Linked DNA regions of Columba livia: region 2 is linked to region 1. Evidence: chromatin contacts called from public Hi-C data. All regions are on one chromosome and are shown on one strand. Each heading gives the region's core, a stretch centred on a gene start, on an enhancer-like site or on the middle of the called end of the contact. The rest is flanking DNA. Distances are from core to core; before and after follow the strand shown.

Region 1 (6,919 bases), core at 2,006-4,505:
AATATCAAAGAGGATCTGTTTGTGATACACTGCTCTTAACAAGCTCTGCATTAAGCTCTGGCCTTGCAGAGGTGCACAAGACAGTGCACAAGAGAGAAAGAAGTTATTGATGTAGTAGAAGGGTTACAGTCCAGTCTCAAAGCTGGAAATCAGTGGTCTGGGTTTTCACATCCCTTATGATGCCAGAGATATCAGAGTCCAGCATCACATAAATCTGAGCCTTTGAATCAGAGTGAAGCACAGATCTTTAGATGTCTGCTTCCACGCCTACATATCAGAAGAGATGATACCAAGTATGACCTCAGACACTTGCAGAAAAGAGATTTCGTCTTCACCAGCCCATCATCTGCATGTGATTGTGCTGACATTGCTGAGGGACTATAAAGTCAATCTAATGTCAGGTCATGTCTAGGCTGCTAAATAAAAAAGACCAGAGGTGGAAGTAAAGCACTAGTCTCCTCATCATCCACACTGTTCAACAGTTTTTGCTTTGCTCTGTTTTGGCTGTCTTCTAATAGCTCTTTCTAAGTCAACATCCAGTGTAGTCTGGCAGACTAAGAGACGGCCCATTTTGGGGACCCAAAAGCAACATTTTCCAAAGGAAACCACTTTTGGCTTCTTCCCAATGCAGTTTTCTACTATTATTCACCAGACTTTGCATCATCACATCTCCAAATGGTCTCATGCTACTTTTCCAGGCACACAGTATATTGAGCCTCAATGTCATGCTCTAAGTCAGCTGCTGCACAGTCCTGATAGTAAGATCATGCAGCAAGTTGTGTTTTAACACAAGAGAAACCGTCAGCTGCACAAAGACATTCTGAACAATGGGCTTTTTCGCCTTTTGTCCTTAGTAAAGCAAATTCTTACTCCATGGTATTTTCTGATCTAAGCCCAAAATAAAGAAGTCCCTCCCAAACCTGATAGTTGTCAGGCAGTCGAATTGGCTGCAGACTGGCACAAGAATATGTGTGTGCAGCTGGCCAGGTCATGTTTCTGTCTCTTCCCTTCTGACAGTTGTTCTTGTAGGGGTCAGCAATAGCAGAAGTGGTGGCATTGCCTTGGTGTAAAAGAGCTGTGCTTATACGAAAGTTATACCTGCATATTTCTTGTCCACTTTATGTGAAGTGGAGAATCCTGTGAAAATAATTTTCTAGGTTAGATTACTCAGATCTACTGTTGCATCATTTATGGATGACAACCATATCCCTGTGGATGTAAAGTGAAGGATATGTGGTAGCTAATGAGGTGGGGCTTTGACATTCCTCAGAGGCTTCTAATTCCTGTCCTGTTACAGGAGTCTCTAGGGGACCCTTCCCACAGAACTCCCTCTTCCTATTGCCTCTGCTAATGGGATTGAGACCTGCTTACCACCACGTATGACAAATGCTGGCAGGCTCCTTCAAGATGGGACTCTTACATTCCACGCCCTATTCCGTTCCCACAGACTTCTGTCAGTGGGAACCTGTTCCTATCAATTTGAAAGATGAAGAACTTGCAAATACAACCTTTTTCTGTATTAATTTCCACACTAAAGATATTCTCTGAATGATTAGCAGTAATAGTGCTGCCATAGCAAACAATGCTTAGAATCAGACAATCTTAATGAGACCATTTTTGATTATTTTGTATTAAAGGATGCTTTTAAAAAATATTTTATTTAATTAAAAAAATATTTTAAATGTTGGCTTATGTAAAGCAAATAAATAGTTGTAGTTAACTCCATGCACAAGTCCAATTGACTGAACTAAGTAGTGAAAGTTACCTGCAGTAACGGCATCAGGGTATTTCTGAAACACAAGAAACCGGACCTTGAGCCAAGATTCAAAGCATGAGAGTTGAGATGCATGAGACAACAAGACCCTCAAAGTCCATGTCTAATGGCCAGGTTGTGCGGGCCGAGAAAACTTCCATATTGAGTTTGGTGCAACTGGGATGTTGAGAATGCAGGCCATCACCTGGAGTAAAATTTTTACCACCTTCCACCTTCACAGTATTTTAAAGTTATTAATTGACCCCAGAAGATTCCAAAACATTAGTGCTGCCATTCTCATTTAAAAAAACAAACAAACAAACAAACATGACCACAGAATTAGAAAAGGCAATGGCTTTCTACAGGTGATTAGCCATAAAGGAAGAAAAGCCAGCCCCAAAACGATACCTCAGGAGCTCTGGTCCTGCATGAACACCATTAATTTTGTAACTTTCACTGGAAGTAAGGGTGGTATTATTATCTTGCTCCAGAAGTACATTACTGGAATTCTAATGAAACGAATTAATTAACGAACTGATTAACTAACGTAAGCGTTCTTGAAATTCAGAATTTCCTATCCTCTGAGATCTTCCCACTTTATACTACAAAATTGCTTTTCTGACATAACCAAAGCTGACAAAAGTGTTACTGAATTTGATCCTACAATTTTGTTTTTCCCTCTACATAAGTAGTTTTCAGTAAAAAATTGTTTTTCCTCCAAACCACTCACAACACAGCTGATACTGCACCTTTTCTTGCTAAGTAGAAACAAATCCTCAGTGTAGGGTATCACTTTGGGTCAGGTTGGATGCAGCACAGCCCTGTCCTGCTCTGGAACAGCTTGTGCCTTCCAAGTCTGGTCAGATGCATGTTGTGCAACTGCCCTTGAGGCAAGTGGCAGCCGTTTACATTAAGAGCAGAACTGGGCTCGGGACAGTGAGTTCAACAAGCATGAGAATAATGCTGCTTTCTTTAGCCATCTCCAGGCTCCACCCCGTTTCTCAAAATTGCTGAACTATTTACAAATGTTTAAGAGAACCTCTGTGTTATTAGAAGAATGTTTACACTGCCACGCATTTCAGATGCAGGCAGAGCTATACAACGAAAGCCCACCCCAAAGACCAGAGCTGGGCTGTATTATCAAAATATGTACTGGTTCTAGTCTCCACCACCATACAAGGCAGCTCTACATTCCTGCTGGTAAACTTTTATTACCTCCTAAGTTTTCCAGATCACTGCCAGATTTCTTGAAGTTCATGGAATGATTACAGGCCTCATAAATATAAACCTCAATTCTGTTTGGCAGTTTCATATGGGAATGCCAAAATGAAGAAAATAAAAAGTATTTCAGAAAAGACTGTTAAGACCTTTTGTATTGTAACGGCTGCAGTTATAAAGTTTATAGTTCCAATAAACTTCACCAGTTAGAGTGAATCAAGCCTCAAACTTCACTGTGATGTTGCCATTACACCCATCTTCCGTAGGATGGTAGCTGAGGCACAGAATGCCCAAGGAATTTAGGCAATGTCCCATTGCATTCAGCAGAGGAATTAGATGTTTCTGTTTTGTAGTCATAGTCTGATGTCTACTAAACCATGCTGACTCCTTATGCCTTTAGACAGGAAGAAAGTATTACATAAAAAGGATTCCAAACAGCTTATATTGATACTCTCAGTACATTATGACTAAATTAGAAGGGGCCAAGAGTCCATTTGTTTGTTGTAAATAAGGAATTTGTAGAGGAATATTCAGTTTTAGAGACAATTCCCCCAACATACTAAAAAAAAAGAAAAAAAAGAAGCAATGGAATAGATGCAAGTCCACAAAAGCAGTCTGAAAAACTTCTTAATGCATATCATACAGAGAAGTTTTGAATTGAAATATGTGCATTGAATCGCTGGAATGAGAGACATTTTGTTTGTATTCTGCCCACAGTGTTCTGGCTTCTTATTCTGGAAGGTCATTAAAATGTTTTCTAAGAATTGATGAACTGTTTACTGATTTTATGCTTACTGATTATTCCTGATTTCTGTCCTGAATACACTTTCAAAGTTATTCATTAAAAATGCCTCCCAGATTGTTTCAGCTGGAACTTCAAGCTATGTTGTTTTTTCCCATGTTTTCTTTGATTAAGATCTGTGTCCAACTGACACAGGTTGAGCCCCAACAGCTTCCATAGAGTCCAATTCCTACACAGATTAACTCTTTTCTTTGCACCTGCAGGCCACATAAAGGTGTAGATACCCCAAACTTAGCTGTCAGAATGCATCATTTTCAGGTGCAGAATCTTCAATGTGGAAAAGGCTAGTGCTGAAATAACCAGCATGCTGAACAGTCAACCCACCAAAACACAGCAGTAGGAAATACTGGACACTGATTTTTCAGCCTGTTCTGAAGCTTACTAGTGTGAGGTAGAAATGGGTGCAGACCACATCGAAGTGCCAGCCAAGGCACTTTTGGAAAGACTCTTCAGACTGAGTCATGTGTGGATGCATTTTCCAAGGGGGGGGTGTGTGAGAGAGAGACAGAAACAGCAAGACCAGGAGACAGAGGAGTCTCTCTCCTATAACCTCAGCCAGACTTGGCAAAGGGATAGTGATCTAACACCTATTAAGTTCCTACAAGTTTTGGGAAACTCGAGAAACAAGTTTTGTTTGTTAATGCTGAGCCTCTGCTGCACTTCAGCCTCTGAAAAAGAAAGAGGGCAAGTGAGATCTAATGAATTCGCTAACCATGGGAAATGCTTTAGTCAGAGTTTATGTATTAAATAGGAAAAAAACCTCAGGCTGGACTTCTCACCCGTATGGAGTCTCTGCTGCCTAGTAAAATGCAGACAAGGATAGAAGTCAGGAATACATTTATAAGTATGGTTTCCCAATTATATTCTTGGAAGCCTGTAAGGGATAAACTGCTGCAGCTTCATATAATACAGTTAGATTGTCAATTAATCACCAAACCACTGGGAGCTAGGCTGCTTTAGTTTAAGAACTTGGGAAAGCTTCTTCTGAGTCCCAGAATCTAGCTGCATCTCTTTACTGGGGGCTTTGGGCTTAATTAGGGAAGACACAATAGAATAATGATCTCAGCTGGAGGGAGAAACAGCACCTGGTGGGAACCTTCTTGTGATGTGCAATAGCAAAAGCCGGAGCAGGCCAGGAGATGCAAAGAACTATATTGTACCCATTGTTGGAATAGGCAGGTTAGTGACAATAACTTGGCTGGGCAAGACCCTGAGCAGTTTGATAGACCCACAAAGTTTGCTCTGTTTTGGGCAGGGGATTGGACCATATGAACCCCAGAGATCTTTTCAGCTCAAATCTTTCTGTAATGTTATGAGCCCTCAAACCTTGAATTCACAGTTAAAATAAATTTGTTTGGCCGTTATTTTGCTAGAGTAAAGTGTTACCAGTGCATTACCAGGCAACTAACATGCACATTTGGCCTGGGTGCTGTCTGCTTTTGGAAAATTTAAATAGGCACTAGTGTTTTGCTTGTTTGGGAACATAGGAATCTACTTGGACTTAAACGTTTTCTGTCACTATCCTTGTGTTTCACTCCTGATTCCTCAGAATTAGATCTGCTTTCTAGGAAGTGTCATAAAGTTAACCTCACACAGCAGACTTCAGCACAGAACATCAACCTGTTATCACACAAAAAACATTTTGCTTTTTTCATTTAAACAGGGCGTGTATGTTAACATGCAAGTGTAACTGACTAGATTTTAGATGTATCATAGGCATGCAGCATTAGGAGTGCAGATTACTACTGAAGAACAACCTTTCCTTACCATCTATCCTCTTAATGTCCTCTTTATCTCATAACCTTGATTATTGAAAGCTGTTCCCTAAGCTCATGGTCTCTGTTTTCTACCCATGGCAATTAAACAATATCATTGACTTCCCTTGTTTAGAGCAATTGCCCTTCGCCACCTTAAGTTTTCTACCTTTTCATAATAAGCCAAAATCATTCCAGAGTGCCTCCATGATTCAGCATTATCTCCCCTTACTTATTTCACCTTTTTTTCCCTGTTTTTCTACTTTGCTGATGTTCGTCCTAAAATACCACCCCCGTGCCTCCTCCCTCTGTCTGAATTCATGATCATGCTGTTTTCTGCTCTTGCACAGACTCCTGGACCTCCAGCCCCTTCCTCAGCTTATTCCTTTCTGAAAATCTTCAGAACATCTCTTCTCTTTCCGTTCAAAACTTTTTCTTGTTTTCCTGCTGAGTATTTATTTCACAGGGTCTTTCTTGCCTTGTGCATGCAGCACATTTGCTCAGCGTAGCAGGGACGGCATCTGCTGGGTAACTGAAGAACATCATGTGGTTGCTGTTAATATTTCAATTACTGCAAACATGAAAATCAAGACTCATGTAAATAACTCATCCAGGGCAACCAATGAAAACTCTTGGTTTTTTTATTGTGATGCTACATTTTTCTAACAAATGAAAATTTAACAAATGAATGAAGTTTGACTAGTTTCTCATAAACTGGGTGCAAAAGTTTTCTACAACAATGCTAGGCTTGAAGACAAATCTGAACAATGCTGAGCTTAATCTGCAGCAGAAACATCCTCTTACTTGGGTAATTTTTCAGTTGTTTGGGGAGGAAGAGTTATGGAGGAAACTGATCTTCTGCATTTTGTTGTGATTGCTCACAGCAACAACAAAACTCAGCATTGTTGCAATGGTGGTGTCACAGTGAAGCAGGTACTGCCCAGGTACTCACCAGCATGAAAGGTAAAAAACCTCAGGCTTTTTTTCTGTCATTTAAGCAGTGAATACAGGGTGGCAACCTACAACCTGAGCCTAGTCCTGGCTCAGATGGTTATGGACTTTTGCTCCCTAAAGCTCCTTTATTTATTGTTTTGTTAATAAAGACACTGAAAAAAAACAAATGTTATTTTCAGTACTTTGAATATTTTTCTCTCCATTTCTCCTGGATTGTTGATGATCTTTAGATGATTTGTTTGCCTTTTAACACCTACTTCTGGGACCTCTTTCACAGTGCACCTCATTTTACTAAGGACCATTCTCAAGCCTTATACTTAATAAAATCAATTTACTTATTTACTGAAGGAGTGAGTAAAGACAGACTCAAAAGGTTCTGGGCTTTAGGCTTTTTTGGTCTCAGCACTTTGAAGCAGTAGAGTAATACGTGTTATATAT
Region 2 (6,919 bases), core at 1,926-4,425, 130 kb before region 1:
TATGAACTAGAAATACATTTTATTTATATTTTGCAAAGGGATCTGGGAGAGATGCTGGCTTGACATCTTGATTAAGGATCAGAAATGACTGTGATGAGTCCTTCATTTAACATATAATGTTACTTAATACCTGAAACGTCATCTATGGTGTTTATATATGCTGTTTACAGAGGAAGCATGCATTGAAGCAGGTTACCTGCAGGGTGGTCTTCTGCAAGGATACCATATTTTCAGGAGTTTTAAAAGTATCCAAAAGCCTGTAGAAAACCCGCAAAATGGAAACAGGTTCAAAACTTCCCCAATAGGACATTTTCAAATAAAGAAGAGTAATTATTCCCTGCAGCAGGTCAGTTTGGATTCCTGCCTACAGAAAGGTGAGGACTATTTCAAAACTGAGTACAGGGAAGCAAGAGAAACTAAACAAAAGGTAGGTTGTGTTAAAAAATATCTCTGCTTGATTGCGATTCTGGACAAGCCTTTTGTGAAGTATTAGTTACCTCAAGAACTGACTGGGTAATGGGACCAGCTTTCCAGCGCCTGCTCTTGCCCATCTGGCTAAGGAGCTTTGTGCGCTTGGCCAGGACATGACAACTTTTGGGACTTCTGGTGTGTGGCATTTAACCAAGGAGAGCAGCTGTTGCTTTTTGTAGAGCCAAGATCTTGCCCAGTCCCCAACTGTGAGCTTGTCATATAACCCAGCCCCATAATGGAGGTAACAACGTCTGCCTTTCTTCAGAAATTACTTTGAGATCTGCCAAAGAAAATGGCCTATTCAAATGCAAAGCCCGATGCTTTTATTTATTAATAGATATTGTGCCAGAGTCACCAATCTGCTCCTGGTGCCTAGTGCTGCTCTGAAAACAGAGGATCTGCTGCTTGATTTAACCCAGCCGGTGAGCTGTGGCCTAGGGCTGCTTTGTGATATTGGAAGAAGAACAAAACAGCCAGATGTTTACCAGCAGCAACTCAAGCTCAGTGTTAACCAGAAACAACAAGCTCTGCCTGGTACTCCTCTGAAACTCCAGCAACTGTGGTCCTGCCTAAGTTCACCTGCCAGCAGCACTGCTGCATCTGACAAAGAGGACGGAGCTTCTCAGGACACTCTTATTCCCTTAGAAGATCACTCATTCTTAAAAAAAAAAGAAAGAAAGAAAGAAAGAAAAAAACTGTTTACAGATAAAATTATCTTCTTCCTTGTGGAATTTATTGTATATGCTCTATAGGACTCACAAGGGTGGCTGCTTTATGCTGTGTTGGTAAGTGGCTTCACCCAGTACATTGCCATTCCTGCAGCACTACCTGGTGTTTCTGGAGCCTCTGGCTCAGCTCAGTCCCAGCCAAAATTTCCAGGGAAGACAGGCAGAAAAAAAAAATCTCTTTTGAAGATTGTTCTGGCTTGATGGTGGGAGGTCCGCTTGTCTAATTTCGTGCTTTCCCTGTTTTCTTTTTGACTGCACTTTCCTGGTGTGAAAGGCCTGGTACTGATTTCAGTCAAAGCAGAATTTTGCTGCACCATTTTTGCTGTCCTCAAGGGAGAGTTTTTATTCAGTTGCTCTCCCTGCCACACTTACAGTAACAGATGACTTTTTGAAACACTTCTATTAGAATGAAAGCAGAGGGTACATTTCCACTGATAAAGTGGTCAACAAACATAAAATGAAAGTGGAAGTAACTTCACTAACGTACTTCTACAAATTTGGTTCCTGGGGCCAGTGTGTTACAGTCTGCTTATTTTGATTTCTCATGTTTAGAATTGATTTCTCATATCAGAATATTGCCTCTACTGAAGCATTTTTATCTCAGACATAATGCAAGCTGACACATAATTCCAACTGCATCCTTAACCCTTTCTGTAAGTCAGAGGAAGTATAGTAGAACATCACATGTGGGTGTTTCGATAATTAAATGACGGGCTTCAGCAGGATCAAACTAATTTCCTTTTCGAGCTCCAAACGAGCGTTTTACGGCCGTTTTTCCTGCGAGGGGCGGTGTGTGGAGCCGCGATCCCGCAGCGGGCGGCAGCGGCCGGGCAGCCGGGAGGTGGCAGCCTCAGCCCGGCGCTCCGGGGCTGCTCTGCCGGCCGCGTCCTTCCAGGCGTTTTCCCAGCGGAAAATCCCCCTCGTTAAGTATAAAAATAAAATGCTGCACATCGTGTGTTGTCATGGATGTAAAGAAAAAGAAAACAAAGGGGTATTTTTAGGGAAAGGCCTTGCCTTGCTGCTGAACCTCCTGCGGCTGCTGTCGTGGGTGAAGTGTCGTGCTGTGGACAGAGGGGACAGAGAGGGGAACAACAGCTTGGTGAGCTGGTTCTGGTTGATGAGGGCCTAATTTTCAGCTGGTTTAATCAGTGTCATTTGTAAGCCTTAAAAGAAGAGGGTCCCTGAAGCAAATCAGGAAAGAGAGAGGGAAAAAAAAAAAAAGGCACTAAAATACGTCCTGTTTGCCTTGCTCTGATTACTAATACCTTTTAATGATGTTCTGCACTATGGAGTGGGATTTTCCTTGGCTTACTTCATTTTCCATTGAAGTAAGTTGGAAAATTCCAACAGCTTTGGTGGAAACAAACTCCAATAACTGGAGATTCTCAGAAGTGCCCTTCCTTTCCAAGAAGCATCACCCCTTTGCAATTGAGCTTTATCTTTCACAGTTTAATGCTTCTTCACTTTTGATGCTGAAAATGTATTGCATCAGAAATAAAGCCCAGTGCAAATGAGATTATAGACTGAGTTCCCTACTCAAAGAAATTAAATTGCACGTCATTTTAAATATCTTGCATTAATATTATTCGATTCTTCATTTCTTTTCTTTGTCTGACATTTGAAATTTATTGAATAGTCTGAGTTACCCTCAGTTTAATTAATTGTCTTCAAGGAGTTGACATATATAGTGAATTTAGCTGTCTGTCTTTAAACAGAGCTTTCTACTTCCTATTAGCAAATTCCTGGAGCTTTAAATGCTTCTTTGGTTTTCATACTTCTACAGCATTGCCATGAATTGACAGAATTACTCAGAAAGCAAAGCTATTTTCAAGTGTGTGCCTGGTCAATAAGGAAAAATGTTCTCCTTGTAAAAGAAAACTGTTTCTCTTCTGCGTGAGTCACGGCTCTGCTTGTATGCACAGAGCAAAAGCCTTCCAACTTCTCAGGCTCCACTGGCATTCGGGGTAGGATCCAGCCAGCCAAGATTCACATGTGGAAACTAAATATGGTCATAGGGTTACACTCCCATTTTTTGCCCATTACTCAGGCTCCTGCATGGTGTATTTCAGTGCCTACTCCCTTTCTGATGCTCTGCATCTCCCTCCATATCGATGGTTTGCTCTGTGGTTAAGGCTAGTAAGTTCTTCGACACTACCAGTTACAAACAAGTAGTGTGTTTCATCTTCTGCCTGGGAGTACTATACAAATAAAAAAGACCCAGTATTATTCCTGGGAGGGAAGCTAAAGGCTAGATACCTTTATAAAGCTACAGGCTAGAGGGTGTCATCTTAAGTCTTACTCCAGTTTTCAGCTGTAGTTTGCCACAGTTTTCATGGTAGAACCTGCCAAAAATAGAAAAACAAGAGGGAAGGAACATGCTGTTTTTCTGAAAACAAAACAGCCTGTGTATTTTCAGCAACAAGAAGTCAGAGGGACATTTTTATAATTATATACAACAGCAGAAGGGTTCTGATGTCACGGGAGCCAGAAAAACACATCCTAAATTACACCACATTTCACCTTGGATGTTAATCCATGAGCCAACAGCATTTTTAGGCCACTCTGAAGGTGTTTGACCCCTGCTTAGGACCGGTCAACATGTGTGGCTGTGGAACAGCAGTGGTGAACACAAATTACCAGGGTCTATCAGCTACTCACCACTGCCACAGTGACACAGCTCTAGTGTGGTACTGGTTCCCTCCCCATCAGCTCTCCCTGAGAGCCCTGCTCCCCTCCTCAGGTGCTTTATAGAGCTGTGTGGGAGTAGCAAGGGGACTGATCTTGTACTTTGGGCTCAGCTTTGATTTCTTCAAGAGCTCTGTGCTCTCCATTAATCTCAAAGGTCATGCTACCTGGAGACACGAATCTCAAGGCATCCCCCAGTGGAGAGGTGACATTCGCTCTGGTCCCAGTTCCTACCTTCAACCTCCATGCAGAATTAATAACAAAGTGGTAACAGCACCATGACCAAAGGTTTCTACAAATCAGGGCCATTTTCAGCAAGGCTTTTACATAGTGTCAAATGAATAAGTTTTTCCAGCAAATTATATGAGACCATACTTGATTAAGACAGATTCATGGTCAGGATGGATTCCCATTTTGGTCAGGAGATATTCTGTTAGCTGATTATTTACTCTTGCACTGTACAAGTTCCATGTGACTTTGTGGCTTGCTGCAATATTTCTATTAGAAACCAAGCCCAAGATTTTTGTACAATAGCTGCGGTGACTACATGGATTAAGAGCCTTGACCTAGAAGCATCTTATACAAATTTTTCAGCCAAACTTTTTTGATTACACTTATTCTTTTCTGCGTTTTTTTGGTATTTAACATAAAATAATTTTCAAGTAAAAGAAACACAAAATAAATAATTCTAATTTTAGTAAGTTAGATAGAGCTTGTTGCTGTGAGAAGTGCCACACACTAAGGAACCACAGAGTATGGAGTTTAAATTCACATCACATTCACCATGATTGCATTACTACTCTCTTGCTCTGGAAGGGTTTGCATGGCAGAAGTTGTTCCAGTTTCAGTCCTAGGTCAACACAACACAGAAATTACCAAAAATACACTATCAATATTGGAAGAGGTAAGAACCAAAAAGTCCTGCAGCTTATTTCTTTACTATGAGAACCAGTCCTTTGAGGAGACATGGGATAAACATTTCTGCAGAGGAATATGGAAGCGGTTTTACTTCTCTTGTGTTTACCTATATTTATTCTGGAAAGAGACAACTTGTTTTGTGAGAGCTATTACATTTCGTCCCCTTTTCCAAGACTATTGAACTGTCTTTAGAAATATTCAGACACGCTTTATGCCAACTATTTGCACCTGTTCCATTATTTATGCAGAATTAAGTCACGGACTGTAAAGCTCCCAAGGGACTTATGTTCTGCCTCAGAAAATCATTTGGTGTTTATACATACTGAAATTTGATAGTATGTGCCATGAAAAGGGATCAACATGGCTGCTTATCTGGACTGCAACTACCCACATACCCTTGTTTGATAGATAAACTGTTATTTTTTAGGATGAAAGCATCATTTCTTGACAGCCTTTTATAAATAGTGGTGTTATGCAACCCAGAAGGACAGCTGAGTTTGTGGGAAAAAAAAAAAACAACTGCATTTGACATACTCAGTGTTTATGGGGCCATGGCATGTAGCATCATGTATTGAAAGAACGGGACTTAATACACGGGTATTATCTGATGACATCCGTCATGATCTGATGGGCATTTGGAAACAATTCTAGGACTCAACAGACAGCAGTGGAATGGTTATCTATCTATATATATATATAGTTCTTAGCTGCTTTCAACATGATTTCCTGAAAGGAATAAAGGCATTTTGCTTCTACTTGGTGTTGGTAAACAGAGCCAAAAAAGAATGTAAACTCTACCTAGGAGAAGGTTGTGAAATACTATTGAACAGGGAGAAGTGTAGGTAGAGAGTGATTTCAGTTGTGGAAGTGTTCTACCCAGAATCTTCTACATAACTGCTGGAACCTCATGCTGAAATGGAGGCAGAGTAGAACAGAGACCAGAACAGAAACAGGGCAAGAACTTAATCTTTAAGACTCCTACAAGTCGTAGACCTTCTGTAGACACTGTGATGAGCTAATTGGAGGTTTTTTTGGAGAGAAATAAATACATTGAGCTGAAGCTGCTACGTAGAGCAGCAGAGCTCTGTGTGAATACCCCGTCTCTTGAGACAAGTGAGGTAGGGCTGAGCATCCCCATGAGGTCGTGTCATGTCTGTGTGAATTAAGGAATTCTTGGATATCGTGGTGCTGTCACCACTGATGGGGAAACAGGGGCAAAGTTTAGCTAACAGCAGTGACCACAAAAGGGCAATAGCTCAGGCAACCTGTGGCTGTGAAACTGAGGTTTAGTGCACAGATGTACAGCATGCACATTTAATCATTGCTAAAACAAATATATGATTAGTTCAGCATTGTTAATTCTCCCCAAGTTTGTTTTACTTTCTCTTGTCTCTATACAGGCTTAATCTTGTAAATGAGAAACAGGGCTTATCAAGAGAGTGAGGGTTCAATGTCCCCAGGAGTCACAGTAGGATTTCAAAGCCAAGGCTTTTACCAGCCTTAAGAGGAATTCCTCTGCATTTAAGCCCAGAGCTTGCTGCCATCAGTAACAGGGTTGCTTTGAGCTTCAGTCCTCGATAATCCATGAATCAATTAAATTTATTTTGTATGACTATTCGTGAACAGGATAGTTTCAACAGTAAAATTTTTAGTCCCTCAGCCAGAAAGGAGTAAACTGATGTATGGAGACGTCCAAGTTTTTGGAGAACTGTGCAACAGAAAGGGTTTCTCCACTCCACAGAAGAGCCAGGCAGTGCTAGCTTTAATCTCTTTCTTCTGAATACTGTTATTTGGTCAGACAGTTCTGCAACCTAGAGGAGTAAATCTGTGTTTGCAACAGCCTTCCTCAAAGGATGCTTGTTAGAGATACACAAAAGGATTTTTTAACTACAGAAATGATGCTCTGAAGACCCTGAAATTCATACCAAAAGACCCAGTCCTGCTCAAATCTGACAAAAACAGCTCCAGCTTTTTGTGTTTAAGCATCTAGTGTTCTTTGAACTGTTTCAGAAACTCAGCACAGATGAAACAAGCAGAATTTTAGCTGCTTCGAAATGTAGTTGAATCATTGTCTAAAAGGGAGTAACATCACCTACTCTTGTTAAGAAAACACAGTT

Evidence for each region. A called contact is a pair of places that touch in the nucleus more often than the background predicts.
Region 2: a contact with region 1 is called in a Hi-C map of crop, with 4 times the contacts expected there. The contact joins two enhancer-like sites. A contact is called at or near these places in 2 of 2 Hi-C or Micro-C datasets (crop and liver).

Annotation. Positions count from the first base shown.
Region 1 is chr1:185,011,772-185,018,690 of bColLiv1.pat.W.v2, reverse strand. No RefSeq gene overlaps it. Among named protein-coding and RNA genes, the nearest start is that of TES, 36 kb to the right of the region's middle. Within about 2 kb of position 3,255, at least 2 of the 3 cell types and tissues checked have an H3K27ac peak away from gene starts, as active enhancers do.
Region 2 is chr1:185,140,702-185,147,620 of bColLiv1.pat.W.v2, reverse strand. No RefSeq gene overlaps it. Among named protein-coding and RNA genes, the nearest start is that of CAV1, 29 kb to the right of the region's middle. Within about 2 kb of position 3,175, at least 1 of the 3 cell types and tissues checked has an H3K27ac peak away from gene starts, as active enhancers do.